2 separate regions of the Oryctolagus cuniculus genome follow, and region 1 is linked to region 2. Evidence: chromatin contacts called from public Hi-C data. All regions are on one chromosome and are shown on one strand. Each heading gives the region's core, a stretch centred on a gene start, on an enhancer-like site or on the middle of the called end of the contact. The rest is flanking DNA. Distances are from core to core; before and after follow the strand shown. Region 1 holds the start of SEL1L (SEL1L adaptor subunit of SYVN1 ubiquitin ligase). Region 2 holds the start of CEP128 (centrosomal protein 128).

Region 1 (2,700 bases), core at 56-2,555, 590 kb before region 2:
AAATAGAAATTGCTAAGAGCCCAACATGCAATCCAGACAAGGATTATTATGGGCTTATCTTCAGGCACAATGGAAACAAGCTGGGAGCTGAACAGGTGCTTTCACCAGACTGGGGAGGTGTGGCAATTCCCCTGACACATGACTCCAATCTGTACCCAACCTGGCGTTTTGGCCCATCTCCCTCCCTCTGCACACAACACTTTAGTTTGCACCCAGTTCTGTGTTCTGCATGGGTGCTGTTGTTTTTGTTTTTGCACAGTACTTACTTAAATTTGTGATGTTGTTCACCACCCCACAAAAAAAAAATCAAGATGGCCAGGGCAGGTTTTTCCAAAGCCATGAACTTGACCTGGGTAGGTTCCAGGCCCAGGAGTTTATTGTAGGTAGATGCTAGAGAAAGCAGGGAGACACATTTGTTGAAACAAATAAATCAAATAGTAAATCACTACCTTGCTACTCAGTATTAGCATGCCTGGAACTGGTAGGTACCACATGAACTGTCTCAGCAATGCAATCACTGTCACTTCTACCTCCTCACACATCAACCTCGCTTCCCAGCTCTAGTCCAGGAAGAAGAGAACAATGCAACTCACAAGCAAAGGGTGAGGACAACTGTTTAAACGTGTTCTACAAAGGCTGCTGGCACAGTTTCCACATGATTATTATCTGATGGCTCTAGTAAAAATGAATGCTAGCACTGAGATCATCTACACCAGGAGGGGTTAATTTCCTTCTGTCTGGTCGGGGAGGGGACAGGCGGTCGTTTGCATTACAGTTTTCAAGTTTTCATGTACAGGGTAGTTTTTTTTTTTTTTAATCAAATTTTCTAAATAAAAGCAATACTTTACATGTTCCTAATCTTATAACGCGTTCTCTGGCACTTAGCTTGGCTCGTAAAAAAAAAAAAAAATAGGCTCGTGTATTCATGCCCTTTAGTTAATATCTAGCCCAGGTGTTAAATTCTCAACTTCAACCTGAACCTGCAACTGGGCAATCTGGTCCCACCATGGACTGCGCTTCCTACTAGCACACGAAAGAATCGGATGAAATGCACTCTGGGAATCGTAGTCCGGGTGAGTCTCCTTTCTCTCAGCCCCTGTGACTCACGCTTTGATTCAGGGATGGCTGAACCCAGCGGCTACCAATTAGCAGGGGCCATGTCGGTGAGGCCGTGGGCCAACCAGAGAAGCCGAAGTGGGAGCCTCGCACAATCATTGGCTAATGGGTGATCCGGGGCGGGGCAATGAGGAGGGCGGAGAAACGATGGCGATTGGGCCAAGGACACGGGGCGGCGCTCGCGGATTGGCTGCACCCTGGGTCAGCGAGGCCTGGGAAGGGGCGGAGGAAGGCGACCAGAGCAGGAAGAGCCTCGGAGAGGCGGCGGCGGCGGCGGCCGAGTCGGTGGTGGCGGAGGTGAAGGCGACAGCTCCAGGGGGTGGTGGTGGCACCGACAGCAGGATGCGGGTCCAGGTGGGGCTGACGCTGCTGCTCTATGCGGCGCTGCTGGGTCCGGCCATGGTGTCCTCGGGTCAGTATCCGCCCCCTCGGGCTGCAGGCCCGGCGCCACCGCCCCCCGACCCCCCAGGCCTCCACCCGTGGGCGGAGCGGTGGGGACTCCGGGCTGCGAACTGCACTTTTCCCTGGTCACACCTCTCCCTGACCTGTCACTACTCGGCCTTCTCGGGCTCCGGGCGGCGTAGGCCGAAGCGGGTTGTCCAGGGAGCTGGAGGGAAGAAGGGAGAAAGGGGCGGTCACGCTGCCCACTCCTCTCTCCCACGTAACAAACTTCACCCGACTGCTCCCGAATGGGCACTCACTCCACGGGAGAGGATCCCAGCGGCTGGCTCAGACCGTCCGGCGGCAGCTTCCTGGACCCTCCTTGTAGATGACACGCTGTGTGGGGTTTGTAAGTGGCTGGAACGACTGGAGCTGTCACACCGGGCAGAGCAGGGTCCGGCAAGCCCAGGATGTGGACAGCGGTTTGCTTACCACCTGGGGTGGTCGCTGAGCGCTTTGTTTTAAAAACCAAGACTTCTGATGTAATTGTAACCACCCCTTCGTCTTTTTTTTTTTTCTTAATCTTACCGAGAAAGCGGTCCCGTCTGTTAGAATTGCCCAGTGTTTATTAACAGTGAATTTATGGTTGTTGAGAAAATCTTGGTCCATAAAATTGGAGAGCCGGTGGGTTCAACTTTTTATACAGATACAGAAATTCATGTGCTTTTGAGTTCTTTTTTAGTTATCTGGTTTATTCTCAGGCTTTGCATTTTTTTTCCTAATGTTTTAATCTACCTACCTCAGAAAAACTTGTATTTTGAGAGTGTGTGTAAAGGTTGATAAACAGTAAAGCTTTGGAGTTTTATTAAGTTTTAGTTAACAGGACAGCTGCTCGGTGACTTTAAATTTTTTTGGATCAAGGGAGAGTATGTCAACTAACTTAATTTTTAACAGAAAGTGTCCCAGATGGTTACTTGAACCCCCCAAAGCATCTGTCCTACTTGTACATCAAGGCTATTAACGTCATCCTGCTTCTAAAATAAGAGGCCTAAACCAGAATTCTCTCCATGATGTGGTTTGGGATACCATTTCACAACAAGCATATGCTAATTACTTACTGCCAACATCATGCCTTGAGGTCACTCCTCTCCCTTCGGTTGTAGTCATAGCTTGTGTTCAGGACCAGACTTTCTACAGCACAGA
Region 2 (2,700 bases), core at 66-2,565:
TTGACTATGCTGAGCAACTTGTGGCCAAGCACTGTGTTGTTTATTTCCTCGTTATCATTACATGTTCAGCGTCTAAGCCAAAGTCTGAATTCTGGAAAGATGCAGCATATGATGCAGAATTAGGTGAACAATTTAATTGTTTTGAAAAAATTAAAATGTTAACAAACAGATTATTATGCTTTTGCATGCATACGGGGGAAATTTTATAGCTATTCTGAATTCTCTTAATCTCTGACAGGTGGAGTGTATTCTTGAGTTACAATTTTGACCAAGCAACTTGAAGACAGATGCAATATGTAGGTAGGTCTTTAGAATACTTATGTTCAGTCCATATAAGGAAATAGCTTTTACCTCTCAGTGTTGAACAGAAAAAAAATATTTGATAGTTTTGCTGCAGCAAATTTGTGTACTGACTACTTGGGTTGTGAAAGAGAGAGGGAGGGAAGAATAGAAGGGAGGCAGAGGGAGAAGTTTGAGGGAGAGATGAAAAGGAAAAAATTTTTGAAAGTTTAGGTTCCTTTGCCTAAAGGGCTAAGAAAGGAGGACCTGTTGGGCAATGGTCATTTCAGTACAGAACTGTTGGAATAGGGAACCTGTGTCATGTACATGATCTAACTCTTCTTGAGGCAGACAGGGACTATTCACAGATCAGGAAAATTTGATTTTAGCGTGGAGGAGGGTAGGGTCAGTGTTGTCTTACCCCCCTGCCCAGAGTGGAGGTAGGGAGCATCTTATGTAATTTGATTTTTACTTCTTAGCTTTTTCCAAGTTCGGTTCTTTGTTGAGGTTTTTATTCCCTCTTCGTGCCTGAGACTGACACCTCTTAGGGGAAAATATTTCTACTTTGTTGTAGGAGTGAGGAGAAGACGCCCTATGCTGAAGGTAGCAGCAGTAATGAGTTGACAGCCTCATACCCGCCTTTTGGTTTGCCATGAATGAGTTACATGATCTTAGGCACTTACCCTTTCTAGATCTAAAATGTTTGACTAGAGAATCTTCTCTGGTCCTTTCCAGTTCCCAGAACTAGGGAGCTTTTGGAATAAGACTCTGGGACCTCATATTCCAGGGGTTTTCATCTTTCCCTGTTCTCCACTTTATAAAATTACAAGCAGGACAAGACAGCATTCTAATTCACTTTCTGTTTGGAATTCGCCTGTTACACAGGACACTGGCCCTTTAAAAAAAATAGCGCAGGGCAAGAGGGACCCTGGAGTCCGCTAATCCAGCTTCTTCCGGGAAAGTCACCTGAAGGCCACACGCATGGTTTTCTGGGACGTGTAGTTTCTCTTAGGCCGCTCTCTCTTGGTGTCTCGTTGCCCTTTGGAGGAAATGGACTACAATTCCCAGAGGGCCAAGCGGCAGCAGCGGGGTTCCCGCACTCTCTCAGCGGCTGGGCGGCTAGTTCAAGTTGCCATAGCGGCGAGTCTGGGGAGGATAGAGTCGGTTGCGCCGCAGTGTTTGGTCAGTTGCACCTTCTAGGTGACTGGAAGCGGCGGGAACTGGGTAGGGCCTCGGCCATGAAAGGGCGCTAAGGACCCGGAGTCAGCCCCTGTCTCAGGTACCTGCCCTCACCGCCCCTTGGCTTGTTGTCTACCACTTCCCTGTCTTGCTGGAGACGTTTTAGGTCCGTCTTCCTGATGTCTCCCGCGTGGGAACACCGGCGCTTCGCGGAGATCTGGGGTGGGGCTAGGGACGGGGGGCTAGGGACGGGAGGCCCCTCGTCGGCGCAGGTGTGCACTGTCAGGTCCCGGCAAATTTTCCAGTGAATTTGGGCTGTGTGGTGCTCCCTTGGAGGGCGCTTGCCCTGCCGCCGCCACCTGTGGAGGTTTAGATTCCTTTTGGACTCGTACTGTGGGTTTGCTGGCCTGTCTTGGGTATAGCTTGGTTTTTGTACCTGTGATGGAGCGACAAAGTTTGCTGGGCTCGGGGATCTGGTTTCAGGGACCTGCTTTTCTCCTGTGCCAACAGGAGAGTTAGGCTACACCCTAGCTGTTACTAGGCACTTCAGTGGTTTCTTAAGACCACCTGCCTTTTCAACCACAGCTGCATCCTTTGTTGGTTTTGATGGCCCCGGTGTCTGAGGCAGACCTCTGATGAAAGCTGAGGGTGATGCTTCGTGCTGTGGGTGAAGCGTCTAGCACAGGGCGAGGGCTCAGTGTTTGTTATTTGTTTTCGTTAATTATGCAGAACAATGTTGTATTATGGAAATATAATGTGGGCCACACAGGTAGTTTTAAGTTTTGTAGTAGCTACATTAAAAAAAGTGAAAGGAAACTGTTTGATTCAATGTTAATCATTTATTTAGAAGAACACATCAAAGCTTAACATGTAGTAAATATAAAATGTATTGAGATATTTTACTTTCTTTTTAAAAGAATGGTGGTAAGTCCTGGGAAACTGGTGTTTAATTACAGCAAATGTCCATTTCAGGTGTCCAGATTTCTCCAGCTCTGTAGCCACATGGGGCGAGGGACTTCCGTATTACATAGCACCTACTGGAACTTTCATTGGTATGGAGAACTTTGGTTGTGCCAGTGACTCATCTCGTGGGGTGACGGTAGCTGCTTTGTTGGAAGAGTGCCGTGTGTACCACACCTGCGTCCTTTCAGCATGTCTTTTCTGGATCACTTTGAACTATCTTCCAAAAGTTATTTTGGCTAACTTTTCCAGAATCTTCTCTTTTTTTCTTGAAATGGCTTG

Evidence for each region. A called contact is a pair of places that touch in the nucleus more often than the background predicts.
Region 1: a contact with region 2 is called in a Hi-C map of an unstated tissue, with 2.1 times the contacts expected there. The contact joins the promoter of SEL1L here to the promoter of CEP128 in region 2. A contact is called at or near these places in 2 of 6 Hi-C or Micro-C datasets (ear pinna and an unstated tissue).

Annotation. Positions count from the first base shown.
Region 1 is chr20:27,370,798-27,373,497 of mOryCun1.1, reverse strand. SEL1L (SEL1L adaptor subunit of SYVN1 ubiquitin ligase) reads left to right here and starts at 1,305. Exons shown (of 21, transcript XM_002719616.4): 1 at 1,305-1,528. The coding sequence starts at 1,459.
Region 2 is chr20:26,784,892-26,787,591 of mOryCun1.1, reverse strand. It overlaps CEP128 (centrosomal protein 128), which reads left to right and starts at 1,315. Exons shown (of 26, transcript XM_070065330.1): 1 at 1,315-1,558.